Regions from separate parts of the Mus musculus genome. Here all the other regions are linked to region 1. Evidence: chromatin contacts called from public targeted proximity ligation data. All regions are on one chromosome and are shown on one strand. The core of a region is the stretch at or near the end of the contact, and the rest is flanking DNA. Distances in the headings are between cores, read along the strand shown.

What was found.
Region 2: a contact with region 1 is called in a targeted proximity ligation map of pancreatic cancer cells. A contact is called at or near these places in 2 of 130 datasets of targeted methods (memory CD8 T cells and pancreatic cancer cells).
Region 3: a targeted proximity ligation map of pancreatic cancer cells shows a contact between it and region 1. A contact is called at or near these places in 1 of 39 promoter capture datasets (liver), 1 of 130 datasets of targeted methods (pancreatic cancer cells) and 1 of 9 other capture datasets (pancreatic islet).
Region 4: a targeted proximity ligation map of pancreatic cancer cells shows a contact between it and region 1. A contact is called at or near these places in 1 of 39 promoter capture datasets (liver) and 2 of 130 datasets of targeted methods (bone marrow-derived macrophages and pancreatic cancer cells).
Region 5: a contact with region 1 is called in a targeted proximity ligation map of memory CD8 T cells, with 6 read pairs. A contact is called at or near these places in 1 of 39 promoter capture datasets (liver) and 2 of 130 datasets of targeted methods (memory CD8 T cells and pancreatic cancer cells).
Region 6: a contact with region 1 is called in a targeted proximity ligation map of memory CD8 T cells, with 9 read pairs. A contact is called at or near these places in 2 of 130 datasets of targeted methods (memory CD8 T cells and pancreatic cancer cells).

What each region holds. Positions count from the first base shown.
Region 1 is chr19:4,875,871-4,880,550 of GRCm38.p6, forward strand. It overlaps Zdhhc24 (zinc finger, DHHC domain containing 24), which reads left to right and starts at 2,798. Exons shown (of 3, transcript NM_027476.3): 1 at 2,798-3,159; 2 at 4,251-4,528. The coding sequence starts at 2,879. It overlaps Actn3 (actinin alpha 3), which reads right to left and starts at 2,039. Exons shown (of 21, transcript NM_013456.2): 1 at 1,841-2,039. The coding sequence starts at 1,984.
Region 2 is chr19:4,009,891-4,014,570 of GRCm38.p6, forward strand. It overlaps Ndufv1 (NADH:ubiquinone oxidoreductase core subunit V1), which reads right to left and starts at 2,865. Exons shown (of 10, transcript NM_133666.3): 1 at 2,661-2,865; 2 at 1,456-1,538; 3 at 1,212-1,382; 4 at 1-119. The coding sequence starts at 2,732.
Region 3 is chr19:4,161,192-4,165,871 of GRCm38.p6, forward strand. It overlaps Rps6kb2 (ribosomal protein S6 kinase, polypeptide 2), which reads right to left and starts at 2,192. Exons shown (of 15, transcript NM_021485.3): 1 at 1,977-2,192; 2 at 1,631-1,671; 3 at 1,412-1,532; 4 at 1,069-1,137; 5 at 1-24. The coding sequence starts at 2,054. It overlaps Carns1 (carnosine synthase 1), which reads right to left. Exons shown (of 10, transcript NM_134148.2): 10 at 3,133-4,680. The coding sequence ends at 4,147.
Region 4 is chr19:4,199,315-4,203,994 of GRCm38.p6, forward strand. Rad9a (RAD9 checkpoint clamp component A) reads right to left here and starts at 2,289. Exons shown (of 11, transcript NM_011237.2): 1 at 2,169-2,289; 2 at 2,015-2,085; 3 at 1,615-1,743; 4 at 1,151-1,265; 5 at 958-1,057. The coding sequence starts at 2,202. It overlaps Gm30082 (a long non-coding RNA gene), which reads left to right and starts at 2,394. Exons shown (of 4, transcript XR_388289.3): 1 at 2,394-2,484; 2 at 2,813-2,924; 3 at 3,070-3,124; 4 at 3,224-3,926.
Region 5 is chr19:4,229,830-4,234,509 of GRCm38.p6, forward strand. Pold4 (polymerase (DNA-directed), delta 4) reads left to right here and starts at 2,064. Exons shown (of 4, transcript NM_027196.4): 1 at 2,064-2,359; 2 at 2,634-2,723; 3 at 2,919-3,030; 4 at 3,385-3,805. The coding sequence starts at 2,263. The coding sequence ends at 3,409. Gm45928 (predicted gene, 45928) reads left to right here. Exons shown (of 4, transcript NR_132309.2): 2 at 2,634-2,723; 3 at 2,919-3,030; 4 at 3,385-3,803. The region is part of intron 2 of LOC102631992 (a long non-coding RNA gene); the gene reads right to left.
Region 6 is chr19:4,281,194-4,285,873 of GRCm38.p6, forward strand. It overlaps Ankrd13d (ankyrin repeat domain 13 family, member D), which reads right to left and starts at 1,944. Exons shown (of 15, transcript NM_026720.2): 1 at 1,688-1,944; 2 at 976-1,111; 3 at 725-849; 4 at 1-15. The coding sequence starts at 1,777.

The DNA.
Region 1 (4,680 bases), core at 1,548-4,047:
TACATAAAATAAAGTGAGGAAATCCCATAATTTTTTTTTTAAAGTGGAGGCTGGGGATCAGAATTCAAGACCATCTTGGGTTACGTGAGACCTTTTAAAAATGCCTAGAAATGTTTATGAACCAATTTTTTTTAATACTGTCAACCACAGTGGACTCTGGTATCAGGGGAGAACAGAATGTTCCGAAGCTGGGAACCATAGATATTGGAGTCACTGGTAAGTGAAGATGAATGCAGGAGCAGGGATGGATGGGGCAGGGTGGTACCTGCTGTACCACAGGATGTTACAGCTTTGAGATAAACAAAGCGGACCGAGGGAAGAAAACGCACATGTCCACCCACACACAGGGCATGCTAACTGGTTTTCAGAGCATCTGCCCCGTTCTGTTGATGGATTAATGGTGGACTTGGGTTGGTGGTGGAGATCGTTGATGGACATGGGTGGCTAGAAATTGGAATGAAAGGATGGTTCTGATACTTTAGATGACAAAGGCAAGAAAGAGACTGCCAGCTGTTGTGGTGGGAACACACAGACTGTGATCTGGGAGGGGGAGGGAGAGGGGGAGGGCTGTTGAGGAGCAAAGGGCAGCTGGAGCCAGGGGCAGGGATGACATCACCCGGGGATTGCAGGAACTCAGGGACCACAGCCATGCTTGGAGACAGGTGCAGGGGGAGGGGGAGGGGGCTGGGGGGGAGGGTGGATCATCCCAGGCCTCATTCCATTCAGCTCAGGCTTCTCACCCCCCCCCCCCCCCCCCGCAGTCAGCTCCTGTCATCTAACACAGCGGAAACGATCTGCTTGTAAATTCTGGGGTTCTCAGGTCTGCAATGCCCTCTACTTTCCTAAAAGCACGCACAATTGGCAAAAGGCAGGTTCCATGGCTTCATGGTGCTCACCCTAAGCCTGGCCTTCAGAACCCCAAAAATTCCTCAGTTCGGATGGAATCATTTTCTCTTCAGGGAACCCAGGTGTCCTGCTCCCTCCTCTTGGTAGCCAGGGGTGAAATGATCCAGGGAAGGAGGGGGCAGTGCCCTGCAAGGCTGAGCCTGGGCAATGGCTGCCCTCATGGCCCTCTTGAGCTCCCACAAAGGCGCTGCCTCAGCACAAGTGTCCATGTGGGAGCCTGGGTTAGGTTACTGGTAAGGGGAGCCGGGGCTCCCCTCCTCCTGACCTTCTGGCCTTTTCAGCAGACTCAGGGCTTCTAGACAGGGAGGGGAATCTTGGGAAAGAGTGGGGTGAGGCAAGGAACAAAGACCCTCAGATGGGGGCATTCTTTTCTTCCTCAGTACACAACAGGCTGCCTGCCTATCTGTGCCCTTTTCTGGGCCTCAATTTCCTCCATTGTCAAGCCAGTAGAGGGATCCACCCATAGCAGAAGACAGAGTAGAGGATGGGAAAGAATATGAGACAGCTGTTCTCTCCTACACCCCAAATCCACTGGTTGTGTGTCTGGCATGTTCTCCTCAGGATGGGGTCTAGGGATACTTAACTGGAGACTAAAGGAACATAACTTTCTGAGAACCCCTCACCTCCCATCCAAGAATGAGTTGGGTCTCTTGGACCTTGTCCAAAATCCACTTTCACCAACACAAGAGGGGCAGTGGGCTTAAAGTTATTGGGGAGTCACTGAGGGACTCCACGGTGTCCTTGATATCCTAAATCCCTATGAGAACTCTTCTGATCTTTGAGGACAGCATATAGCTGGTGGGCAGAGCCTGGTTTGGGGAGCTGCACTCTAGATTACAGCCAGGCTCTGACCTTGAACTGCCCAGATGCCCGAGAAGAACTGCCTGGCCTCCCAGCCTCAGTTTTTGCCTTTGGGAAATGGGTGAGCACTCACTTTCCGCTGCTGTTTCTCCCAGGCCGGGTCCAACAGCAAGTCGCGGTCCCAGTCCTCCTCCTGTTCCATGTACTCGCCGCCCCCACCGCCAGAGAAGGGCCCCTCCCCGGCCCCCAGACCCTCGGGCTGCATAACCATCATCATCTTGCTCAGGCTCTTGGCTCCGCTCTGCTTCACTGGGCGAGCTCCTGCACACTCAGGCCGGGTTAAGTAGGGCCCGGTCCAGCCCCCAGATCGGGTTCGTACTAAATATGGGGTACGTGGGTGGGGCCAGATAGGGGGCGAGGGAGGTTGGGAACTGGACCAGAGAAGAGATTGTGCTGGAGTCAAAGATTGCGGAATCGCGGGGGATGCTGGGATGACTACTGGCCTAGATAGTGGGTTCGCATTTTAGCTCTGTGGTTAACTTGCTGTGTGATCTTGGGACAGCCATGGACTTTGTTTCCTCATCTATTAAGTGGATTCCAAGTGGTGGCTGTAGGCATCCTAAAGGCTGCCCCTTGGACCTGAGTCTGTCCCTCCTAAGCATTGCGCTCGAGAAACAGACCCCTATTTCTATTTCACAGTCTGTAACAGCAAGTCAACAAGTTGTTTGGGGAGTTTTCTAGGGTGATGGAGACACCCGAGCATGGGGAAAGGCTCAGGGCCAGATGATAGGGCCAGCCAGGTCTATTAATACCGGGGCGGCTGTAGAGGAGTGTAGGGAGAATGTGCTGAGCCGGGAAACCCCGACGCCCCGGGGGCTGCAACTCAATCCTCATGGAGTGGCAGCAAGCCACACCAGGGGCGGCTACTGCAGTACGCTGGGCGGACTGCTTCTTTTTGACACCTGGGCAGCATCACCAATCAGATTTTCGAACATCTGGTCAGTTAGCCAATCACTTCTCCGTATCTGTGGCCCCTCCCTATAAGTCTGGCGCGCGCAACGCACCCCCTGCGGAGCTCCTATTGGTTGCAGGAGACGTCAGTTCGCTGCTAGGCCCTCCCCAATGCGGAAGCAGTGGGATCCCAGCGATCGGAAAGCCGGTGGGTCCGACCATGGGGGAGTCCTGGGCAGCTCGGGGCGCAGAAGGAGCGCCCGCGCGGATGCCACTGGTACTCACCGCGCTGTGGGCCGCCGTCGTGGTCCTGGAGCTGGCCTACGTGATGGTGCTGGGGCCTGGGCCACCCCCGCTGGGACCACTGGCCCGGGCCTTGCAACTGGCGCTAGCTGCTTATCAGCTGCTCAATCTGCTGGGCAACGTGGTGCTCTTCCTCCGCTCGGATCCCAGCATTCGGGGGGTGATGCTGGCTGGCCGCGGCCTGGGACAGGGCTGGGCGTGAGTGTTGGGCTCCGGGAGTCGGCGGGCAGAAGCAGGGGGTCTGGTGGTCGCTGGTACCAAGAAAGGACCCAGAACTTGAGGTGTCAGTAACCAGATGACGTTAGCATCCGGGTTGTTAGAGCCATAGAACTCCTTTAGAGCCTGGCACCCGCTACTTATTCATTCAGATATTGAGCAGCCACTGTTCCTAGGACTCAAGTGAAAACAGATGCCCGACCTCCTGGAGTTGATTTCAGTGGCGGAAGGTGCAGATAATAAAGATAATAATAAGCCAATAAAAAAAAAGCAAATTGCGTAAACTAGATGCTCAAGAATGATACAGAAACAAAAAACAGAGCAGGGTAAAAGAGGCGAGAAGTTATCTTTATTATTTGTGTCTGTATGTGTGATGTGTGTCCGGTCCCAGGCGCGCATGCCGGGGTACACAGGTGGAGGTCGGAGGACAATTTTCGGGAGTTTGTTCTCTCCTACCACGTGGGTTCAGAAGAGTGAACAGGCCATCAAGTCTGCGAAGCAAATGCCTTTAACCACTGAGCCATCTCTCCAGCATAAAGTTTCAATTTTAAATAGATGGTCAATTTTCAGTACAAGACTTTTAGGTGATTAGCTTTAGGTTAATTAGCTTGATTAATTAATTTACATTTTACTAAAAAGCCATAGCATCCACAAATATATTAAGACTAACTTGTCCACTTGCAACTAAAAACTAAAAATAAATAGGTGGACATCACTCAGGCATTTGCGGTGGAGTCAGCCACTTGGGAAATTTTGAACTGGTTTCTGGGAGAGGGAAGCAGACCAAGAAAAGGCAGAAGCCACAGTATGCCCAGAATATTCCAGAACCACAAGGTCAGCGACTGGAGTGGAGAGGGAGAAAGATGTTAGTGGTGGAAGTACTGCCAGGCCTTTGCAAACTTTGCTTTTCAGAAGGTGTGTCACAGGCAGTAACCACTAGCTGGAGATGCCTGGTGAAGACAGGGACTGTTCCTGCTTTCCCAAGATGGTCTCTGAGGCTGCGGTTGGGCATGGTCTGGGACACTGAGAGCTACTGAGGCACTGACCTGTGTCCTTGCTCCCACCCCCTGCAGTTACTGTTACCAGTGCCAAAGCCAGGTGCCACCTCGTAGTGGTCACTGCTCTGCCTGCCGTGTGTGCATCCTACGTCGTGACCATCACTGTCGCCTATTGGGCTGCTGTGTGGGCTTCCATAATTACCGGCCCTTCCTGTGTCTCCTGCTTCACTCTGCTGGTGTCCTGCTCCACATCTCAGTGCTGCTAGGCCCCGCCCTGTCAGCCTTGCTGCAGGCCCACTCAGCCCTCTACACAGTGGCTCTCCTGCTGTTGCCCTGGCTCATGCTACTCACAGGTGGGGAGCTTTCTGAACCTTTTGGGAGCCAGAGACCCTTGCACTGGACTGGGGAGCAGGGCCCTTTCCATGGGAGGTGTGGTGTCTAGCTGGTTCTCTTGGCCAATGTTTTGGGGACCCAGTCCCAGGGTCATTTAAGGAAAGAGGGAAGC
Region 2 (4,680 bases), core at 1,615-4,114, 870 kb before region 1:
TGGCCCGGCCTCCCACAAGGCAGCCTTCCACCAGCTTGTGAGGGTCATGACGCATGATCTCTCGGTCCTTACAGGTGCCTGGCTCTCCCTCGTCAGCATTCACCACCAGATACTTGGGCCTGTGGGGTCCTGCACATCAGTCAGGCTACAGACCCACCAGGACCCAGTTCTCAAACTTCATTCCGTCTACACTCAGAGAAGCCTCAAGGCAGTTGATCTTCTGTGCCCTACCCAAGGCTCTCTTTGTGTCACACCGATGACAGGACTCTGCCTATTTCATCCGTGACCACGTATGTCCACAAGATAAGCCATGTTCTCCTGAGAGAACAAATCCAACATCTCTCCCTGGGCTTCCCTTGAGAGTCAATTCAGTTCTTGGTCGTAAGAGGTCTGCAACCTCTACCACAGCCTTGAGGCTAACAGGAGGTAGAGTGGTTGACTTTTTAAAAAATGAGCAGGTAGTGGTGGTACACACCTTTCACCCCAGCACCCAGGAGGCAGAGATGGGTGGATCTCTGAGTTCAAGGCCATCCTGGTCTACAGAGTGAGTTCCAGGACAGCCAGAGCTACACAGAGAAGTCCTATCTTGAAAACAATATTTCTGTTTATTACATTTATTTACTGGTGGTGGCAGCATGTGCCATAACACATGTGAAGTTCAGGGATCAACTTGTGGGAGTCAGCTCTCTCTCTCTCTCTTTCATGTGGGTTCTAGAAGTGACCTCTGGTCACCAGGCTTGAAGCCAGGCTCCCTTACCTGCTGAGCCATTATGCCAACCGAGTGGTTAACTTTATAATTTGCATTCTAGGTGTCTAGGTGTCTACTGAAGTTGCAGGTCAAAAACTGAACCAACATTATCTTTTTAACTTCTGCATATCATACTCAGACACACACCCATACACATACAAAAGAAAAAAGAAAAAGAAGAAGAAGAAAAAAAGAGGAATTCAAAAGGACCAGATTCTCCAAAGCTTGCTAAGTATTAAAAGGCAAAGGTGGAATTTGAATAATAAGGTCTGCCTAAATGAAAATCTTGTATGGATTGTAACATCTTAAGTCTCTGCTGAGGAAAGAGATAGCTCTTAAGTTAAGGATAGATATATCCTCTCTTACAGCCTGCTAAGTTTCCCAGCATCAGCCCCAAAACCCAGTGATCCAGCAGCCCCTCCTGTATCCTGCAACCAGAGCTTAGGATATTTCCCCAACAAACCTGCCATCTGAGGGCTTATTCATGAAGCTCCACTTGAGGCCAGTGGGGAAGCCAGCACCACCACGGCCCCGTAAACCTGATGTCTTCATCTCACCCAAGATCCAGTCAGGCCCCTTCAGCAGGATCTCCTTTGTCTTGTACCAGTCACCCCGTCTCAGGGCACCTTTCAGCCTGGACAGAGTAGGAAATGATGTGAAGGAGAAGTCCTGCTCTGGGACCCAGCAGGCCATGGGCACTGTCTCACCTCCAGTCATGGCGCCCATACAGGTTGGTAAAGATCCGGTCTTCATCCTTCAGTGAGCCAAATGAGGTTTTCTTGGGTGCTGTCTGGGGAGATAGAAGGTCAGGAGGTCCAGAGCTCAGGGACCATGAGGGATTGGGGCAGAATTTTCAGCTTCTTGGGCCTTCCTACATATGAGGAGCTGGGCCACAGCAGGGGTAGAGGCTTCAAAGTCTTTGAAACATTGTAGCTCCCGACCACCATTTATATCAGTCCTTCCTGTTTAGAAGTTACAGAGCTAAACACTCTCAACGTTTCATCCCAATTCATCCTTGTAACATTCCTGGGATAGGATATTTCCTCCATTTTCCAAAGGAGGGGGGGGGGGCTCTAAACAAAAGGAACTTAGGGAAGGCCACAAAGCTAAAAGCAGATGGTCCCCACGGAGCCATGTCACACTTCAGCGACAGCACCAGCATTGCTTCCCCAAGACCAGCATAGATTTGTCTGACTCTTCCACTAGAGCAAAACCTGGCTAGGAGGGGCTTGATCTCCCTAACTCTGCTGAAGAGGTAGTACGTGGTCACTGATGGAAGAGAAGTGCCTCATTGGGGCTGGGGAACAAAATGGATTTGGGGTCTGAGATAAAGGAGAGGTGTGGACTGGAATGGTTCACGACTTGGTAGAAAGTGACCTGACATCCACTCCTACCTCCTTAAAAGTACTTCTCCTCAGGTGTAGTGGTGGATGCCTGTGGTCTCAGGAGCACCCAGAGAGGCTGAGACAAGAGGACCAACACTAATTTGAATACAGCCTAGAACTATATAATGAGCCCCTATCTCATAAAAAAAAAAAAATTCACAAAAGCGTTTTCCGGTCACTACTGGAAGCAAAATACTGTCGGGGGGTTGAGGAGATACACATCTTTTTCAAAACTGTTTTCTGAACTTTGAAATGGGGCGAAGACCCTGATACCCGGTAGGGCTGCGAGGAAGAAATAACAGATTATCTAAGACGCCTCAACACCTGCAAACCCTCACCCCAAGACGGGGTTGTTAAAACAAGAGTAGCTGGACTGGACATCGTCAGCCTGGAGTTGGGACCGTTAGTTTTTATCCAGACCGGGTGGTAGCTCGGAGAGGAGAGGACTCTGCAGAGGGGACCACAATCCCGCTCGCCGCTCGCCACTCCTCCGCCATAGGCGTGGGCCTGAATCAGGGCGGGCTCACCGTGCCGCTGCTGAAACGCACAGATACCCGCACGGGAACCAACCCGCCGAGAAAATGCCGTGCCGCTAGCATCGCGGGAGCCAGACGGGTCACCTCCGGCTGTCACCTTCACAACTCCGAACCGCGGGACCGGCGCGACAGAAACACACGGGGTGGGGAGCGCACAGGAAGTGCGTCACACATCCGCAGCCAGTGGCGTGTCCAGGGACCTCCGTTCCTTTGAGCTCTGTCCTCGGCCTCGCCCACTAAAGGTGCGCGGGCACAGAGACCGGAAATTTACTCTCGTGCTAGGCCTTCTGGGAGATGTAGTCCAGCTTGCCCAGACTCTCCTTTCTCGGAGACTCTTCCTTTTCCTAGTAAACCAGGCTCACGTGTCGCCCTCTGCTGGATCCCAAGTATTCCACTTCCTACAGACTTTGCGTCTAGTTGACACCAGCTATATATGCACGAATGGAAGCTGGTGAGAAAATTAGTTGGACTACAGCGGAATCGTCCTGATCTGGTGTAATTACGCTGAACTAGCCGAGCCCTGCTGAACTAAGCGCTCCCCCTGAGCATCCGTGTGCCTTGGAGAAGTACTCATTAACAAAAGAACCGGTGAGGTCCCTCACCTCCCACAAAGCTGCCCCAGAACCTTTGCATAGGACTTCTCAGGGCTGTGTGTCTGTAAACCTTTTAGAGCAATGCAGAGACCAGGGATGGTCAGTGAGTGTCACAGGCTCCCGCCGATGCTAAAAGGCTACTCCCTCCCCTTATCAGGGACCCCTTGGGGCTCTAGTTACACACTGCAGCCGGACTCCTGTCTTCAGAACCCAGCTCTAGAACAAAAACGTTTTGCTTGTTTTTCTTTTAAGATAAGTTTCATTTAGCTCTGGCAGGCCTGGAAATCACTATATGGCGTAGGCTGGCTTTCAACTTGCTGTGAGCCTTTGACTTCCTAATGCTAGATTCAAAAACCAGCCCCAGATATAAGAGTTTAAGAGTTTTCTTCCTTCCTTCCTTCCTTCCTTCCTTCCTTCCTTCCTTCCTTCCTTCTTTCTTTCCTTCCTTCCTTCTGCTTTGTCAGACAGAGTCTTACTATTCCCCTAATATGCTTTAAATTGAGCCTACAAGCTCACTTGGATGTCTATCTTGGTAATGGGAGACCTCAGCATGCTGGACTTCTGCAGAATAAAGCATTCTTTGTGTTTACATAGTATTTGAGTCCAGGGTATCAGGGGTCAGAAGGAGGGCAGCAGCATCATTAGACTACTTCATGCTTATTATGGGCGTCAGTTCCTTGGGGCAAGCCTGATCTTTACTGTCAGGATATCTAATTATTTCCTTTTCTTCTTTCTTCTCCTCTTCTTCTTCTTGTTTCTTCTTTGTGCACAACTACTTAATAACCTCTTGGTGTCCTAGCATTTATATACCCTCTAAAAACTCCACAGAATTCCAAATGTCACATCATCACAGAAACTATCTACAGCTGGAAAAATCATGTCCTTGCTAGAACACAAGGCAAATCATAGTCAGCTGCTGTGGACAGTCTGAAGCAGCTCTATATCCTCACACTTAGGATCAAAACAAAAACACATTCTGATAATATTTCTGTGGTTTTTTTTTCAAAGAAACCAAAACTCCAAAATTGTCACTACAATGTCTGACTTAGAAGTGTAGTATGTAAGAGACAGATGAATACCTGTTTGCTCAATACTGCCCACAGTGTGTGCTGGTCAGAAGGGTTTTTTGTTGGTTTGTTTTTTAACTTGCCATAAATTAGTCATTTGAAAAGGGGGACCTTTGACTAAGGGATTATTTTCATTAAGTTGCTGGTAGGCAAGTCTGTGGGAGCATTTTTTTTTTTGATTAAGGATTGATGTGGGAAGGCCAAGCCCACTGTGGGTTAAGTCATTCCTGAGCAGATGGTCCTGTATTGTATTAAAAAAAAAAAAAAAAACCTGAACAAGCCATGGGCAAGCAAACCAGTAAGTAGTGTTCCTCCATGGCCTTGGGTTCATTTCTGCCCACAGGAACCTTG
Region 3 (4,680 bases), core at 942-3,441, 720 kb before region 1:
CTTGGCACTGCATACAATCTTGGCCTAGAGATGCAGGAGTCTGTTAGAAGGGGAGGCATCCAGAGTGCTTGCCTTTCTGCTCTGCGGATTGACTGCCACCTCAATAGAATGCGCAACCTCAAGAGTCAACTATACTGAGGAGGAGCCAGTGTTCCAGTACACGTCTCTTGTTTCAAATAAACATTGAAACAACTTGGGTATGTAAGTGTCTAGATGCTAGGTCTGTGCAGTGATATCATCCTGACAGTAACCAACCCATAGAGTCGGGGTACCAAGGGTGGAACAGTATCACAAAGAGCCCCCTTTCTAGAAGCTTCTCCAGTCTGCCCTCCACAAGATCTGATCATGACAAAGACAATGGGAGGACTGGGCACTGGACTCAGAGGTTCAAAGTGTGAACTATGAAAGCATAAAGATCTGAGTTCAAATCTTCAGTAGCAATATAAAAAGCCAACGATGGCTGTGCGTGCCTGTGCCCTGTGGGAGGGGCACAGAAGCACCACTGGGTCTCCAGCCCAGCTTCAGTGAGACCTTGTCTCCTGAGAGGAAGTGACTTAAAAACAGTAAACTTTTCCGGAACCGGTTTATCCTCTCAGTCTCTCACCCTTGATACTTTCTTGTGTTCTTTGAGACAAGGTATCATTATGTAGCCCCTGGTGTGCTGGCCTACCACCACTCAGATCCTCCGGCTTTACCCATTCAAGTCCTGAGACTACACAGTATCCTACCAAGTTCAGCTCAACTTGACCCTGCTGACACACTGAGCCACACAATTCTTTGTCGTGGGTTCCTGTTGCGCTGCATCCTGGGCTTCTATTCACAGAATGCCAACAGTACTGCCTGTCCTCATGAGTCCTGACAATCAAAGCTTGCCATATGTGCCCTAGCAGGCCAGCTTCTTCCATCCAAGAATTACTCCAAAATCGTATGTATGACAATAGATGCTAAGTCAGCAAGTGTCAAGATAAGGACTGTCTTTATCATGTTTCCGGCTGTCTTCCCGAGACCTGGCACAGGCTGATGGGGATGGCAGCTACTCTGTCTCTGCTGGCTAAGCGAGTGACTCACCTTCCTTAAGACCTTCATGGCATATATTTTTCCCAAGTTGGTGCCTTGCACTTTTCTCACCTGGAACACCTGTAGGGCAGGGGAGACAGGATTAACTTCTCTGACCACACCCCACCTTCAAGGTTGCCCCACCCTAAAGGGACCAAAAGGTCTAAACTCAGCTTAAGGGTGGAACAGTAAAGATCTCCATCAGATTTTGAAAGGATATGCCCTTCCTTCCCCCAGGTCTCCAGCTCTGAATTCCATCAGAGACTCCGTACATTTACAAGCCTATTGGGTGTGAAGGATAGTATGCTGTCTCAGGCTAGAGCTGAGGTCGCCAGGGAGAGAGGGATGTTAGTACCTTGCCATAGCCCCCCTTGCCCAGTACACTCAGTAGCTCAAAGCAGTGGGGCCCGATGCGCTCAGGACCCAGGTTCACGCTGCTCTCTGTCAGCTCTACTTCTTCATAGTGTCCCACTGTCCTAAAGACAGAATAAGTTAATGAGGGAAAGGCTCTAGTGTACTCCAAGTCCCGACCCCTACTCCATACCCCCACCCCCCAAGCAAGACCCTCACTCACTCCAGGCCAGCAGCCCTTAATTCGCCAAGGGGACACACGTCCTGTGAGAAACCAAGTAATAAGAACCATGGGAGGTGCCAGAATACCTCCTCCCAACCTAGGCTCAACTGCTTGGCCCAGGGGAGAGGACCAAGGATAGAAGACAGGAGCAGGGATGGGGAAAGGTTGGGAAGGAGAGACCAAGGATAGAAAAGGAAAGATTGGGTCCAGGGGCTGGGGCTGGGGTTGGGGTTGGGGCTGGATCTGGGTTTGTAGGGGTCACAAACCACTCAGAGTTGGGAGCGCCAGGGTTTTGGTTAACCAGCCGGGCTCCCGGGTCCAGTCGCGCCCGGAGAGAAACACTCACCGCAGGGCTGAACTCCGGTTCGCCCTCGCCCTCGCTCCCTTCCTCGGTCTCCAAGTCTAAATCAAATACGGCCGCCATGGCCCCGCCGGTCCCGCGGGACCCTTGGCCCGGACCAGGCAGAACTCTGACTGACAGCACCGGGCTGTGCCTACGTCATTTCTCCGCGACAGCAGCCGCTCGCTCTGTTGACGCAATAGCTTCACCCACTCTCAAGTCGAGTGGGAAGAAAAGATGGCGCCTGTCGGAAAGCCTCTCGGGAGTCGTAGTTCCAGACATCTGGACCTCCCATCCTGCAAGCCTTATGAATAGAATAGGCTTTACTAGACCATCTTCCTTGTCGGTTTCTCCTGGGCCAGCTCTCGCCCCGAGCCGCGCGCACAGAGGCTCCCATTTTGACTCTGGAGCAAGTTCAAGATTTAATGGGCAGAATTACAGATGCATGAACGTTTAAGTGGCAACTCCTCAGCCCTTCTTAGTGCTGTGAGCTGCCCAGAAAGAAAACTTGTGTCTGTTCGGTTGTATTAGGGGACAGTAAGCTGTATTAGGGACACTCCATACAACCTCCCTGAAGCTCACAGACCCTGCAGGTCTGACATTTTCTGGGCGACTGCCTGGGCTTTGTTTCAAGGCTCCCTTTCTGAAGGGCTCAACACACCTAAATATGGACTTTTGCTAATGTATGCATACCGAGTATTTGAGCTGCCTAGTTCAGAATAGATATTTTAATAGAATATAGTTGAAAGGATGGATGAGAACTGGCGAGATGGTTCAGCGGGTAAAATCACTTGCCATACAAATGGCAAGTGACTGCTGGGGTTCGATCCCAAACGAAGCCTGTCCATTTCTATTGGAGTCTGTCTGGATAGCTTTTCCATTGCACACGGGATGCCCACTGAGGTATAGGATATGAACTCAGATGAACAAAATTTAGGGGTATCCAGGTCTGCAGAGGGATTACTGCCTGAATATGATTTAGGATTATAATTCAAGAAAAAAAAATCTCAAACATACATGTAGATATAAGGTAAGCCCGTAGCAAAGGTCAACCCTGGGGCCCAGCCAATGGGGTGCTTTCTACCTCTCCCTCCCACTTCCCAGCTCCCCACCTACTGAACCTGGGAGGGGAGCACTAGCTAAAACACTGGACTCCGGATACTTCACTAGTTAACAAGTCTTTATTTAGGTAGGCAGGTTTCAGGAGCTGTCCTCGGCTCCTGAGCAAAGACAGGTGTTTTCAGAGTAGCTAGCTCCCTAAAATGAGGAAAGGTGTACACAGAAGTCCCAGGGCCAAGCTAGCTAGGAATGCCAGAGGCCAAAGCAACAAAGCTGGTAGAGATCGTGTGTGGTGTATGGGAGGCAGGTGTTTAGGAGTCTGAGTGCTGCCTATAAATGAAGATAGAAAGGAGAGAGGACCTGGAGGCTAACTGAGCGTTTAAAACAGTAAACAGAGAAGGTTGGCCTTGGCATTCTGTCTACATCCACTATAATAGGAACTTGGAGGCAGTCTTTTTTTTTTTTTCTCTCTCTGAGCCTGCTTCCTCATCTGTAACATAGGGGCACTAGGGTCTGCCTGAAAGCATGAAGGGAAATGTTTACTCCTAGTGCTGAGCACAGACATTTGCTTCTACTGCTCAGGCCAACAGACACAGTGAAGCACGGCCAGACATTTTCAGCAGGCTCTACAACTGTCCTGGGTTTTGCATAAAGGCTAGTGTGCTAATCTCCCATTTCATGGCCTTTGTCCAAGGCTAGGGGCTGGTGAAGGTTCTCTCCTTGTGTAGGTGACAGGAAGAGCTGGACCTAGGCGGTGGAGGGGTAAGAGAGGAGGAGCCTGGGTTTCACCCACCCCCATCTGGGCTGGGCACTGATGTGCCAGTGAAGAAGCTGCTATTTGTTAGTTCTTTAAAGGCTGGAGTCCTGGGGGTACCTGGGGCTAGATGGAGGCTTTCTGGAAGGCAAGAGGACCCAGCAAATTCCAGATACTTGTTTTATGGTCCTTGAATCCAGAAGACTTTGGTGTCACAATGGCTCTACTGTTCTGGAATAGGCCTGAGTTGTGGTAGCATGCTGACCCTGGGTTGGGGCAAAGTGACAGAGAGAGGGACAGGGAAATATAGCCCCACGGCCCCTCCTCCTGGCACTGCATCCCTGCTGCTCCTTGACCCCAGTGCTATTTGAAATGAGACAGGAAATGGGCAACAGGGTAGTTGGGCCTGTCAATGCCCAAGCCCTGACAGATGCCTAGCAGGCGGTGACAGGCCTCAGCAGGGCTGGGCCCAGCACAGGCCACATTGCAGTAGGGCTCCTCATACTGGCCAGGTATCAGGGCCTCCTCCAGCAGGTTGAGTCGTAATTGCCCCTGGTCATGGAGGGTTTGCAGAGTCTCTCTACTGCTCGGGGAACTCAGCAGCTGTAGGTGCTGGGACACCAGGCACATGATGCCCACTAGGTAGCCACGGGCACGAGGGTGAGCAGGCAAGGCAGGCTGCAGGCCACAGGCCACCATTGTAGAAGCCAGAAGCAAATCCACACCATAGAGCTCTAGGATCCAGTCTCGAAGGTAGAAGCCTCCCATTCGAGGGTTAATCTCGATGAGCCTTGGCCCAGCCCCAGTCATCTTGAGCTCCACATTGAAAACCCCATCCAGCAGCCCACAGCCCAGGCAGCAGCGAAAGGCTGCCTGCACCACCTGGGCCTCCTGCTC
Region 4 (4,680 bases), core at 1,039-3,538, 680 kb before region 1:
CTTGCCCAGGTTCTTTTGGCCCAAAGTCTAGAGCCCTGGCAATTAGGAAGAAGCCACCAGAAGGGGGAATACTACCAGAAGAATGAGAGGTCAGAGTGCTTTGAACTCTATAACACAGGGTCCAGGACAGGCCTTCAGGGTTTTCCAGGTCATACAAGAGAGCTGCAGGCAGGTCATAGGCTCTCTAGAAAAGCAGTTGGAGCAGGCCTCTGGGATACAGATGGCAGGACCCCACAGTCAGTGGAAATGACAGAGAGGCAGCAGCTCCTGCTTTTGAAGAGCAAGGTAAGGGTCCAAATATGTACTGAGTTGTGTGGCCTCGACATAGAAACCCTGAGTCCCCGTCCCTCCTGCCCCCAAAGACAAAGGTGCTTTTGTGTTTTGTGTGAACTGTGAACATGCACGGGCAGAAGCCGGAAGATGTGCTCAGTGATGCTGCGTCTCAGGGCTGTCCATCTGGGGGTTTGGTTTTGTGCCCCCCCCCCAACACACACACTTTTTTTTTTTAAAGACAGGGTTTCTCTCTGTAGCCCTGCCTGTCCTGGAACTTGCTCTGTTGACCAGGCTGGCCTCACAGAGATCTGCCTGCCTCTGCCTCCTAAGTGCTGGGACTAAAGGCATCCACCACCACCACCACCCAATTAATACACATTTTTATATAAGTGGGACTCAAAACCAGGCCTTCAGGCTTGCACGTCAACCATTTTACTGAGTTATCTCGCCAGCACATGCACCCTTTTTTTGAGAAAGAGTCTCACTGCTTAGGCTACCTAGAAACTCAATGGCCTTCCCAGTGAAGTTTCCTAGAAACTTCTGATCCTCCCACCTCAATCTAAGAACTGCTACGATGACAGGCATAGGCTAGCCAGGCCTGCTGAAAATGGAGCATTCCTAGAATGACATTAAAGCCCTAAAGGTAGGAGAGACTCAGGCGAAGTTTGAAGCAGGGGTGCTTACCGTGCTGGGGTGCGCAATAAGTGAGGGCATGAGGCTGGGTCGAAGACAGCCTGCAGGGACTCACAGTCCTGGAAGGAGAGGTTGTGTGTCTTCTTGACCCCTGGATAAGGGAAATGGTCTCAGGGCTTGGCAACCTCCACTGCCACTGCCTCCACACCCACAGAGGAACTCTTTGGGCAGGCCGCTTGCTCACCATACTTGCAGTGGAGCTGGACCACCAGGTGGCTGTGGCTGCCACTGAGGGAGATACAGCACTTCTCCACAGACTTCTCCACAATTGCCAGAGAGCGGAAGACGGACAGGAAGGCCTGGGCAGGGTAGGACATCAGTCTGGCACACTGCTTCCACGGCCCAGCTCTACATCCCATGTAGGCCCTGGCCCCATCACTGGCCCCACAAAGCTGTGGTGTCTGCACACTCCCATGCTGCCTTGCCCATGCTGGTCTCTTTGCTGGGAAGGGCCACTAACCTTTTCTTGACCAATGTCACCACCCTCTCCACAGATCTTAGATAGCCCTCTACGGTCTAAACATCTTTACCTCACTGCATGTTGCATGGAATAGCTCCCATATGAGACTAACTCCCTAGTCAAACTCATCATTTACTGAGTACCTGGCACAGAGGCACAGCTGTGGAGCTGCTTCAGGTGGCCCTTACCTTCATCAGGATCTTACAGCGCAGCAGGTCCTGACCAGGGGAAGCCGCCTGGTACTGCTGGAAGAAGAGTGGGGCAAAAAGGAAGCAGGCATAGGCAGAACGGGACGAGTTCACAGTCCGTAGGGAGAGCTGAGACACAAAAAGCAGGCAAAATTGCTTTTCCCTTAAGTTACTTTAGCCCCACCTTGCCTGCCACTAGGCGTTCTAGGAAGAGCAAGTACCCTCTGTATAGACATGCAGCCTCAGAAGACTGGGCCCAAGCCGATGTCCGAACAACCCAAGAGATAATAAACTGCGCCGGAATATCTGTCCACCATCCCTGTAAGGCCGAATGAACACCAAGCCTAGGCTCCCCATTCACCATTGAATCCGCCCCCATCCCTGCGTCCCAGTCCCTTACCCCGTCCTTCAAGGGTTCCAGATAGAGCTCGTCCCCGATTCGGGATAGCGAATGGACAGCCTTGCCCAGCACTGCGGGGAGGAGAACAGAAAGTGGTTAGGGGGACTCCTGGGGCTTGCTCACGTGGTCTGCTGCAAGGTAGGTCCAAACTTACCCTTCACGTTGCCCCCGGTGATCAGGCACTTCATAGTACATAAGCACAAAAATCGAGCTTGTTTTGCACACGAACCGGGACGGGATAGGACATATAATGAGTCCCAGCAGCTACTACGACTGCCTAAAGTTCCCTTCCCGCGCACCGTCCCCTCCCCGCTGCCGGCCTGGCCTCCGCTTCCTTATTGGTTCACCCGGGGTTTCTCCGTCACGTGAGAAAAACGTTCCTAAGCTCGGTGTCACGTGATCTAGTCGGTTCATTGGGTGTGGCCCGGGTCACGTGACTGCGGAGGGCTTGCTCCTGTGTCCTTCCTCAGGTCTGATTCTCCCACCCGAACCCGAGCCCTGCACACCCTGCAGAGCTCTGCAGCTCCACTGGGCTGCACTGGGCATAGGTGAAGGGCATACTAGATGGAGGAGCAAGGTGTCTGCACCAAGGATCGAGCTCTGGACCAGAGCCCTAACGTGGGAAGTGTAGACCCTCCCGGGTCGCTAACTTTAGTGTGTGGGGTTACAGGGTCAAATCAAGATAGTCCGCGCTCAATCTGGGCTGGGGATTCTGTTGTGGCAGCAACCACCAGCTCCCCTCAAAAAACGTAACTCGCTTCAAGAGCGATGAGAAGGGGCTGTTCATTTTGCTTTCAGGATCCTTCACTGACCTTCGTAAATACATGGAAAGATGAGAAGGTTCTGGGACAGAAAAGGGTGGAAGGATGGACTTGTCAGAAGGAGGGGCAGAAGCAGAAGCACAATGGGGGTAGGCGAATATGGGTGAATGGGGTGTCCCGAGCCTTGTGCGGTAAGGGGTGGGGAGGCAGAGCTGAAGGGATGAACTGGGAAGCCCTGGGAAGGCTTAAGTACTACGCGGGGTTTGGTTTATGTACATTTTACCAATTACCCAGACAGTGTGGAAGGATGAAGATTTTCAGCTGGGACGCATTCACCTTGCTCTGGGAGGTAGTTCAAATGCCTAGAGCAACCCTTGCCCATCCCCCTGCGGGCCTGTGGGTAGTGGGGAGGGTGTGTTTGTTACCTAGCCCCTCTTTGTTTTTCTAGGCTCCTCTCCCTCTCCAAGTGCTTCTTTCCTAGAGCCTCCGGGGAGGAGGCGGCTTTCCCTTTCCACATCCAAGGCAAGCTGCATACAACGCAGAGGTGTCCAGTTCTCTGTTAGACTGGGAGTTAGGGGATTACCAGCATCCTCTCCTCCTCACTTGCTCACGTCTTCGGTGGATTCTGGCTGCTTCATTTCCCAAACAGATGGCAAAGTGGCCCTCCTTCTGTCTCCACTGTCCTCCTTTCACTGTCCAGACACAGTCCTCAGTGACCCGCCCCCCCCCCCCCCCCCGGTGGGCTTAACTCTCCTGGCAAAGTCCAGTCTCTTGATCAGGAACTTTGAGGATCCAGGTCCCACAGAGGTCTTCACTGTCTCCTACCCCACATGATCACCTATCTCCATAGCCCTGCCAGGCTCTTAGCGGCCACTCTGGCTGCTTCCAAGGCTGTAGCCTGCTTCTCCCATGCTGACTTCTCTTCCTGGGCTCAACAGCAAAGGTTCCCTCAGCAGAGAAAACCCTAGGCTTTGAGCCATGGTGTGTCCCAGTTTCCTCTGTGTTTAATATTTGTGCTTCCTGCTGTTGTGGCTGCTGCATGTGGGCAGGAACTGCTTCTGTTTTGTTTATTGCTCTGTGTACTTCCCACCCAGCCTAGGATCAATAAATAGGTGTTGAGCCAGGTATGGTGGCTCATGCCTATAATCCTACCACTAGCGACTCGAGAACTTGAGAGGCCAGCCTGGGCTATATAGCAAGACCCTGTCTCAAAAAAATAGAAAAAGGAGGGCCTAGAGAGATGGCTCAGTGGTTAAGAGCACTGGCTGCTCTTCCGGAGGACCTGAGTTCAATTCTTAGCAACCACATGGTGATCTGATGCCCTCTTCTGGCATGCAGTACAGATAGAGCACCCATATAAATAAAAGAAATACATCTTTTTAGAAAGAAAGAAAGAAAGAAAGAAAGAAAGAAAGAAAGAAAGAAAGAAAGAAAGAAAGAAAGAAAGGAAGGAAGGAAGGAAAGGAAAAAGTTAAGTATGTGGCACAGTTTAACCAGGCTGCTCCACCCTCCACCTCTGCCCACAGCACCCCCTCTCCTGATAACTCTACTCTCCCATGCTTAGCCCATGTTCGCACAGGTTTGTAATCTCAGGTTCTTGGAGGGCTGGGGTGGAAAGATTGAAAATTCAAGGCCTATTGAGATGACAGAGAACGTTCAAGGCGAGCCAGGCGGGTGGGGGGGGGGGCATAAGCTGCTTCTGTGCGGCCTGAGGACAGGAGCTCCGCAGCCAGCAGCGGGCCCAACAGGAAGAACCCCGAAAGCTGCCCGCTGACGCCCACAAGCACTCCACGGAAGGGCTGCCAATCTCACACACACTAATAATAGATGTAAGAAAAAATAAAGGGCTGGAGTGTAAATCTGAGTAGAACACATATCTAACATTCAAAAGCCCTGGGTTAAACC
Region 5 (4,680 bases), core at 814-3,313, 650 kb before region 1:
ACTAGGCGCAGGCAGTGGAGGGAGCTGCTGTGGCCGCCCAGCGGCACACCCCATTTCACGCTCCCTGGGCGGTGGCAGGCCCCACGGCTATCAGCTTTCAGGGGTGGGAGGGACCAGGAATGAGGAGGGGTCTGCCCCACCCAGGCTTCCCTGCTCCCTCAGGGCTTTGTGGACTCAGGAAGTGGGTGCCACATACCTTTGGGAACAGCCCCAGAATATCTGAGGCCTTCTTAGGGAGGAGTGGTGGTCAGTCCCACGGAGCCTAGGAGCTACCCACTATAGAGCCTCACTAGACCTAATGCCTGTGCCTTTCCCTGCCTAGTAGAGAATTCTCCCTGTCCCCCTTCCCAACTCTGTAGGGTCTCTTCTCCCAGATGTCCAGGAGACAGATGGAGGGATCAGACCTGAGCCACCCCAAACAATGGGTCCCAGAAAGGCCTTCCAGGTCTTTGCAGTGTGCCTGCAGCTCCTTCTTCTTCAAGAAGCTAATGGGGGAAGGCTAGCAAGAGGAGGTCCCTGGAGACACAACCTTCTGCCCACCACTGGTGGGTTTCTCTTTGGAGGGGTCCTCTTCTCTGCCTCCACACACACGGGAGGCCAGCCGAGTGCTTCCTAAGCCAGATCACAGAGCTTCCAAAAAGGAGGGCAAAGGCCTCCAACCAGCCATCCTTGCACCCCTGGAAGGAAGAACCGGATGGGCTCTCCAGAGGGTGATTAGTGCTGGGTCAGTCCAAGTGCTGGTTCCCAGACTCCCACGGGCCAGCATTTTCACCCGCTGCCAGGAAGTTGGTGAGGGGGAGGTGGTAGTAGGGGTGAGTCAGTGATGACAGGAGCCCCAAAACAAAGGTCATGGGTAGAGAATTGAGAGACGCTGTTTACAGCAATTACCTCCTGAGGTCTTCTCCCAATGCCTACCATTCTCCTCCAGCTCTAAGGCATTCGTGCTCCTGCTCTCCTGTCCAGGACTAACGACTGTGTATGTCCCTCTCTCTACCGCGCAAGCCTGGGAGCTTCTGCCGCACACGGGAAGCTAGTTAGTTACACAGTAGCTGTTACTAAGAGCACTTCTGCAGCACACGGGAAGCTAGTTAGTTACACAGTAGCTGTTACTAAGAGCACTTCTGCAGCACACGGGAAGCTAGTTAGTTACACAGTAGCTGTTACTAAGAGCACTTCTGCAGCACACGGGAAGCTAGTTAGTTACACAGTAGCTGTTACTAAGAGCACTGATCACAATTTGCCTACACTTCCCACTTGCAAAAAAACTCTTTTGATATCTATTTTGAGTTAGCATGTGGGAGATGCTTAGAACTCGGCACATGGAAAGTCCAATATGAGGGTTGGGTTTATTGAAATTATTTTCTGCTCATGATACACATTCAGAAAAAAACAAAAACAAAAAAACAGAGCAGATCTGTCAGTTAAGAACTGGGGATATGAACCCATGGAGAATGGAGACTATACTTCTGGCGTCCTGCTTGGAATGGAATCTTCCTGACTAGCAAAGTGGACAGAGGCAGGCTGTGGGACTTGACAGCGGCCACAGCAACCGCATGCCTGGGCTGGGTGGACAGTGGCTCTGCCAGCAGACTGTGAGAAAGGAGCCTTCTGAGCTCATGAGTTTCTCCAGCAAGGTCTCCTGGGGCCAGTAAGAGCAGCAGGGAAGGACCTGGACTAGTCCAAACTCTCTTTGGACCTACAGATCTGATCCCACAGCGCTCTAGGGCCAACCGGCAGGAGAAAAAGGTTCTCAGGGGACTTAAAAACTGGCCATGGGGATTAGTGAGGCTGAAAAGAACATTTGCCTAGGAAGGAAAAACGGGAAGTGAGAGGCCGAGGATAACTCTCTATATGTCCCAAGGGACCCAAGTGGACCAATGAGAAACCCGAGGAGGTGGTGAAGTCTGGGGCATCTTGACAGGTTCTTGGTTCCGCCTAACCCCTCCTCACTCGAAACGCAGCAGCAGCTACCCCGCCCCCCGTCTTCTGCCGATTGCCATTGGCTAGAATTAAGGTCCCGCCCCGCAAAGGCCGTTTGCCATTTGCTTAGGTCTCTGATGTTTGCGTGCTTGTGGGGGCGGAAGACAGGCGTCATTCCCTGGAACCTAGGGACTTCCTCTCTCTGCTTGTCTGGGTCAACTTGTCTGTCCATTGCTGGCCCATCTCTCTCTGGCCCCCTCTCTCACTCTCAGCAGCTGTCTCTCACAGGCCCGCTGCCCTGCCTTTTCTTTGCCTCCTGCTCCGCCTGCCTGGGTGGCCGCCATGGGTCGGAAGCGGTTCATCACTGACTCCTATCCTGTTGTGAAGAAGAGGGAGGGGCCCCCTGGGCACAGCAAGGGAGAGCTGGCACCCGAGCTAGGTCTCTAAAATGTGGGGGTGGCAGGAAGAGTGGACATGAAGTGACCAGAAAGGACTCTGTGTGTGTGTGTGTGTGTGTGTGTGTGTGTGTGTGTGTGTGTGTGTGTTGGCTAAAAAGGGAAGCTAGCATGTCTCGCACTTCCGATGAGCTGTCTGTCTGCTGGATGGCAAAGGCAAATGGGTGGGGAGATTGCCAGGATATAGAGTCACAGCTCTAAGTCCAGGGTAGGGCAAAGGCCTGGATGTGCCTGAGGAGCCACCACATGTTATTGCAGGGGAAGACACCCAGTCCCTCAGCCAGGAGGAAACAGAGCTGGAGCTGCTGAGGCAGTTTGACCTGGCCTGGCAGTATGGGCCTTGTACAGGTGAGCACCCCATTTCCAGTCCCTCCCATCAGGCACATCTCTGAATCAGTTCTGTTATCAATGTGTCTCAAAAGTAATCCTGCCTAGCTCTTGGACACTGTCTCCTGAAACTGACTATGGAGGCTCAAGAAACTGCCGTCCATGTCCACTATCCTGGATTCTCCTGCCTATCCTGTCTTCTTTTCCTGATGGCAGGTATCACAAGGCTGCAGCGCTGGAGTCGGGCAGAGCAGATGGGCTTGAAGCCCCCCCTAGAGGTGTACCAAGTGTTGAAGGCACACCCTGAAGACCCTCACTTCCAATGCAGGTCAGGATAGGCTGGGACAGCTTTCAGGGGAACCAGGGACTTCTCCAGGAGCTGCCACCCTCTTGGTCTACGTAGGGGCTACCTTGACTTGGAGAAGTGGGAACAGACTTAGACGGTCCTTCCTGTCAAGCAAGAAGAGTCTGGCTCGAGATAGATCTCGATAATGATCCTTACCTCTATGAGCTGATGGTGGGGGACGGGTATATCTAGGGCCCATGGAGCTATCCATGAGTCCTGAGGTGTTCACCAGAGCCACAGGATTGTAGGCAGTAAGTAAGTAAGAACTAGAGACAGTCCATCAAGGAACAGAACTGATGTGGCTATGACTTCCTTCTCCCACCCTGTCTTCCACAGCCTGTGGCATCTCTACCCACTCTGAGGTACCCCCACGTTGTCCTTCTCTGGGCACCTCCTAGCCACCAAGAACTTCAGGACAGACATCATGGCCTGCTCTGCTCATTCCAACCTTGGAGAAACAGCAGGCTGACTGTGGAGGTCTTCCTGGTTCAGCTTCTTCTCCATCTAAACAGCAGGCTGCTGAAGCTCCTGGGACCTGTGAAGCTGAGCACCTCCACGCCCTAATCATGACCACCAGATGCCCACCCGCCACACCCCTGACCTACGGTGTGGCAAATCCAGCACAGGCTGGCATAAACCAGATGTCGGCAGATAACCTAAAGGGCCCACCTTGGGCATCTAGCTGAGGGCACAGATGAGTGAGTTATTGGATCAAGGAGCTCACTAATGCTTACAATAAAGTACATTAAGCCTGAGATTCTGACCTTACATCTCTTAATATGCTCTAATCTAGCCGGCAGTTCCCAAACTGTAAGTGGGCTGGAGAGCCAGCTACAGGCTTTTTTTTTTTTTTTTTTTTTTTTTTTTTCTTTACTTAGGCTGGCTACAAACTCAGAAATTTGCCTGCCTCTGCTTCCTGAATGCTGAGATTAAAGGGTCCCAATATGGGGCGGGGGACAGTGCTGTGACTGGGATGTAAAGTGATTAATTAATTAACTAATTAATTAATGGGGAAAAGGTTTCACTATGTAGTTCTGTTTGTCCTAGAACTCATTATATAGACCAGGCTGGCTTCTAACTCACAGAAATCTACTTGCCTCTGTCTCCCAAGTGCTGGGGTTAAAGGCTTGTGTTTCTATACCACAAGGCTTCCATATCTATTTTTCTAAGGCAGTCTTTTCAAAAGCTGAGTGGCCTCTGGTATTCCCTGGTAGAAACTCACTCTAAGTTTCCTTCCCTGACCAGCCAGCAGAAAATCTGCCTAATATGCCCAACTTATGAACAGCTACTAAGTTCCTGCTACTATAGATCCCATGGGGTGTCAATATCACTGAAAATATAGGCAAAACAATCATGGAAACTAGTTATGTCATGTGGTGGTCAGCATTAAGTAAAATTAGGGTGAGAGGCTTTTAGGGGGTTAGAAAATGTCAACAAGATATTTTGTAGAGTAGGATAGGAAAGGCTCCATCGTTTTAAAAGCCTTTGAAAAGAGAGACACAAAGAAGGAAGGCAGAGAGGGCTCACACCTGAGTAAGTGTTACAGACAGAAAGAATGACAAGAAAGGCTCAATGGCAGGAACATTTTCAGACTGTTCACACAAGCATGTGAAGGTCGGAACTCAGGAGACA
Region 6 (4,680 bases), core at 694-3,193, 600 kb before region 1:
GTAGAAATCAGGGGCCTAAGAAAAACCAGAGCTGCCTGTTAGGAGCCATGGCCTGGTGCCACAGCCAAGTAGGCCTTGGGCCTCACAACTACTCTTTGGGAGCCCACAAATTCTGATGCACTGCTGTGGCCCAGCTATACTCCCACTCCAAACAAACCATGCCAAGGAGAGAGCCCAAGTAGGCCCTAAAATGATCTACACATATAAAAGTTATAAGCATTGGGGGCCTAGAGCTAGTTTTGACATGGGCCATAGCCCACTGTGGGGCCCTACGAGGTCCTCTGTCTTTTCTGTGTCTGAGTCCTTTATCTGTAAAGAGAACACAATGATCCTTCCAGACCTTCCCACATGTGAGGAGCACAACTGTGCCTCTGTCCTTTGTGTGCTTCGGATGCACAGGACTAGGCACTCCAGGGTCCAGGCCATCTCTACCCAGTCACCTTTCTGGAAATTTACATTCTCTAGGTGACCCAAGGCCTACCATTCTATCCAAGAGATTCCTGGTATCAGGGACCCTTAGTGCTGGTGAATGTCTTCCTTGCAAAAGACCCAGTCTCATCTGCATGGGCCTGGGATCCCATATTTCTTACATGACCCTTGGCAGAGGTTGAGACACAGATGGTGGGAAAGCGTCTCGCACAACCTAGATACTCCTCCAAGGCCAGGCTTATCACAGGAAGACGGAGCGCCTGTTATACCCCACTTCTTTACTCTATGGTAATACCTGACGGAGTTTGTTGAGCAGTTCTGGAATGCCAGCCAACCTCTGTGTGGCCCTCTGGAAGTCCCGATACTGGAGTACCAACTGTACCATCTCAGGGTCTCCAGTGCTGACTGCCTCCTGCAGGACTGGAGATGAGCAACTGCTGGGGTAGCCCTCTTAGCGCCCCCAGGCACGGTTACTTACTCCCCCTGCCCCCCATTCACCAACCTGGAAGCTAGTCTCAAGGGAGGACCCTCTGCCCTGCACAGTACCTGCCCAGCCCTGGTGGCTCTCTTTGCCCACGTTGGCATTATGTCGGAGGAGGACTCTCACAGACTCCAAGTTCCCCAAGGTCACAGCAAGCTCCAGGGGGGTTCGCCCTTGGGGGTCCTCCTGCTCAATGTCGTGCTAAGGGAGATGGGTCACTCAATACAAGGCAAGAGAGGGCCAAAGCAAGGAGGTCACTGGATTGAAAAGGGCTGGAGTTACTATGGGTAACCAGGTCAGTGAGAAGATAAGAGTGTGGCCTATGTGGACTGGAAAGTGTCGGGGTAAAGGGGACAGTAAGGGCCAGTGGGAAGGAACTGCTCATTTCTTCTGCCCTCTGCTATCCAGAGTTGAGGGCCTGGTGGTGGAGTCTAGCAAGACAGATTCAGGCTAGGGATGCTGAGAGTTTAGACCAGCTTGAGGGCTAGAACACGGTTCTTGTCCTCATTCTAGCTCAGAGGTGATGAGGGTGAATCCTGAGCTTAACGCAATACGAAGGGGGCAGATAGCAGAGCAAGGCCCAACCAAGGGAGATGCGCTAAACAAATGCTCAAGCTCGAGGGCAGGTGACCAGGGATTTGGAAAGAGCTGGACCTAAGGAGTCAGGATGCAGCTGCGGAGCACAGCAGGGGCGGTGAGCTGCGGAGTAGATTCCGTACTTTGGCACCGGGGCTTGGGGAGGAAACCAACCGAATCGGATCCCCTTCAGGGCCTCACCTTGCGGCTGTGCAGTGCGGCCTCCAGTTCGCGGTGCCGGTTCGCCCAGACTAGCCGGTGCAGCGGGAAGGTGGGGCCCAGGCCGGCCATGCTGGGCTTCAGCACCGCATCCCGAGCGAAAGGCCCAGCCCTTCTTGGCCTGCGCCTGGCACGTCCCCTGCTCCTCCGCTCTGAGCCGCACCTCAGCCGCACCCGCTGCAGCCCCGCGGACCCCTGCTAGAAGCCGCCGCAGCAAGAGCGAAGGCGGCAGGGAGGGCGGGGCGGGGATCTGGGGGCGGGGCTACATGGAGTTAGGGCGTGGCGTCGGGCTTCGCACACCCTCGCCTCCCGTAGCTACGGCAACCACTGCAGGCCTGCGCGCTGGGGGCGGGCGGAGTGTGTGTGGGGTGCTGTCCAGTCTCCAGGGCAACCACATGCGCCCCAGGAACAGCCGGAACTTCATTTTGAAGCGCCATGGTCGGTGGGGTTGTTCCGGAGGGCGGGGCATAGCTGCAGCTCCACCCGTGCCCGCAGGGGGCGCCCCAGGCCCTGGGCAAATCTCTTAGTGGTCAGAAAGGTGAGGGAGGAGGGAACGGAAGGGGAGTGGGGTAGGCTCGGTGGCACTGGGATTGGGCCAGGGTCTGTTGTTCTTGCAGCCCCCCCCGCCCCCACCCCCCCCCACCCCCGCTGACAATGTGTCCTTCTGTCTAGCCCACTCCTGAGTTCCATCAGCACCGACTTGTCTTTTATAGGCGGGTGGGATGGGAAATCTTGACCTCATCCCTGCCAGCACAGGCGCTTAGCTTCTGGAGATGGGCACCCCGCAGCAACCCCTAATGCTGACCAGTCAAAGCTTTCTTTCCCGAGGATCTGTCTGGCCTTGATGCCTGGAAGACAGCAAGGAATCAGGAACAGGAATATTGTTGGGGTTGGGGGACATAAGCTCAGCTTCCTGGCTGGGTGATCGGCCAGGGTGCACGCTACCACCACAGGAGTCCATTTTGCAGAGGCTGCATTTTACTGCCAACAGGGAAGGAAGGAGAATTTCGAAACAAGGCTGGCACTTCCACTCACACAGGATCTAGGGTTCAAGCAGCCAGCCAGCTTAGTTGGGACCCTTGGTTATCTTCAGTCCTACCATGGGTTCTCTGATCCTGGTCTTGCTGGGTGGCGAGGGGGTAAACCAGACTTTCCAAAACTGACTCTGGTCTGTTTCTCTATTTTTAAATCTTACATTCATTTTTGTGTGGGGGTGCTCATGAGTGTGGAGGTGAAAAACCAACTTTTGAGAGTTGGTTCTCTCCCATCCTTTAACTCAGGTTGTCAGGTTTGGCAGCAAACACCTTCATCGGATGGCTCCACCTCCCTATCTGTTAAACTTAGTGTGATGGAGAAAGGCCATCTAACTGAGGTTCCCTTCCTGCCCAAGGATGTCCTCATCTCTTCAGCCTGATTGCCACCTTTCTCCCTGCGATCGGGTGGTTTATAGCAGTCCGGGATCTAGGCTACCCACCGTGTGTGCTGTGGTCAGGTCATCTACGATGTCTGGACTTTGGGAGGAACTCAAGGCCCTGAGCTTCTAAAGGTCCAGAGCTCTGCAGTTAGGTCCTGCTGGTCTCTGCTTCTGTCAGAGACTTCCTCCTCAGCATCGTCACCCTGGCCCTGGACGGCCTAGGACTTGCTGCAGTCTTGAGCATCTCTCCGCCAGTCTTTACTGCTCTGACATCGACCCTTCTTTCCACATGGACCTCCCTCTCCTAGCTGACAGCTTGTCCACTCCCATCTGATATCACTTCCAGGACACCTCTGGTCTTAGGTATTCCATGCTGCCATATTAGGGTGTCAGAAGCCAAGTCCAAACGCCTTTCTCTCTTCCTTCCAGGCCAGCTGTGCTCTGAGCTATCATCACCTCTTTTTTGTTGTTTTGTCTTTTGAGACAGGGTCTCACTAACTAGCCCAGACTGTCCAGGAACTCTCTCTCTGAGGACCAGACTAGACCCAAACTCACAAAAGTGCTGGGATTAAATGTGTGCTCTGCCATGTTCAGCTCCACCTTACCTCTTGACCAACAACATGGCCTCCCTCACACGCTCCCTCAGTGTGGCCTGGCTTACTACACTGTTCCATTTTTTCCTCTCTGGCGTCTTTCACCTCTTCCTTCACAATCACCAATTACAAGAACATCTTTCCTGGACAGAAGCAATGGTCCTATCTCCCCACTTCTTGCAGTGACCAGCTATTTGTTTTAGAGCCAGTTCTAATGACTGCAGCCTGCCCTAAAACTTGAGACCTAGCTAGACATGGTAGCAAACCCCTGTAATTCCAGCACTTGGGAAGTGGGGGCAGAAGGGCGAGGAGTTCAAGGCCATCCTTAGCTACACAGTGAGTCTGAGGCTAACATCTGCTAACCACCCAGAGCCAAGCAAGTTCAGCCCCCGGTCTGTTCAACGCTCCAGGATGCAGTCACTGAGTGATCTGGGACTGTGCTAAGTTAAGGCTGGCCTTTCAGGGCCCCAAGGCCTGGTTCCTTCCATTGCAGTTTGCTGTCTTAAGTGCTTGACCATTCCTGATCTTAGAAGCATCTCTACGAATGACTACACTAATGCTGGAGGTACAGCTCAAATGCCATTTCATCCAAGACCTCACAGCATCTGCCCCAGAATTCTCTCCTCCTCTGTGCACTGAACAGGAAGGGCAGTGGTGCTCACAGGCTGTCTCTGGCCAGGCCTGGAGCAGGGGCACAGGAAGAGGAAGGTCATTCCTGGGAGCACAGGCTTGATGCTGATGCTCAAGCCAGAGGCCAGGAGAGCTTACACAGTGAGGCCAGTGCCAGCCAGACACAGCCAAAGGCTCAAGAGATGCAGTGTGGAAGAGAAAACAGATGTGTGCCGAGAGGAGTGGGGATTAACACAGTGCTTGACGTGCAGGGGCAACTTGCTGAAACCAGTATACCCCCAGCCATTCCAACCATGACAGCTGACGAGAACTACTACGGCTACTCCTGCTTATGTGGG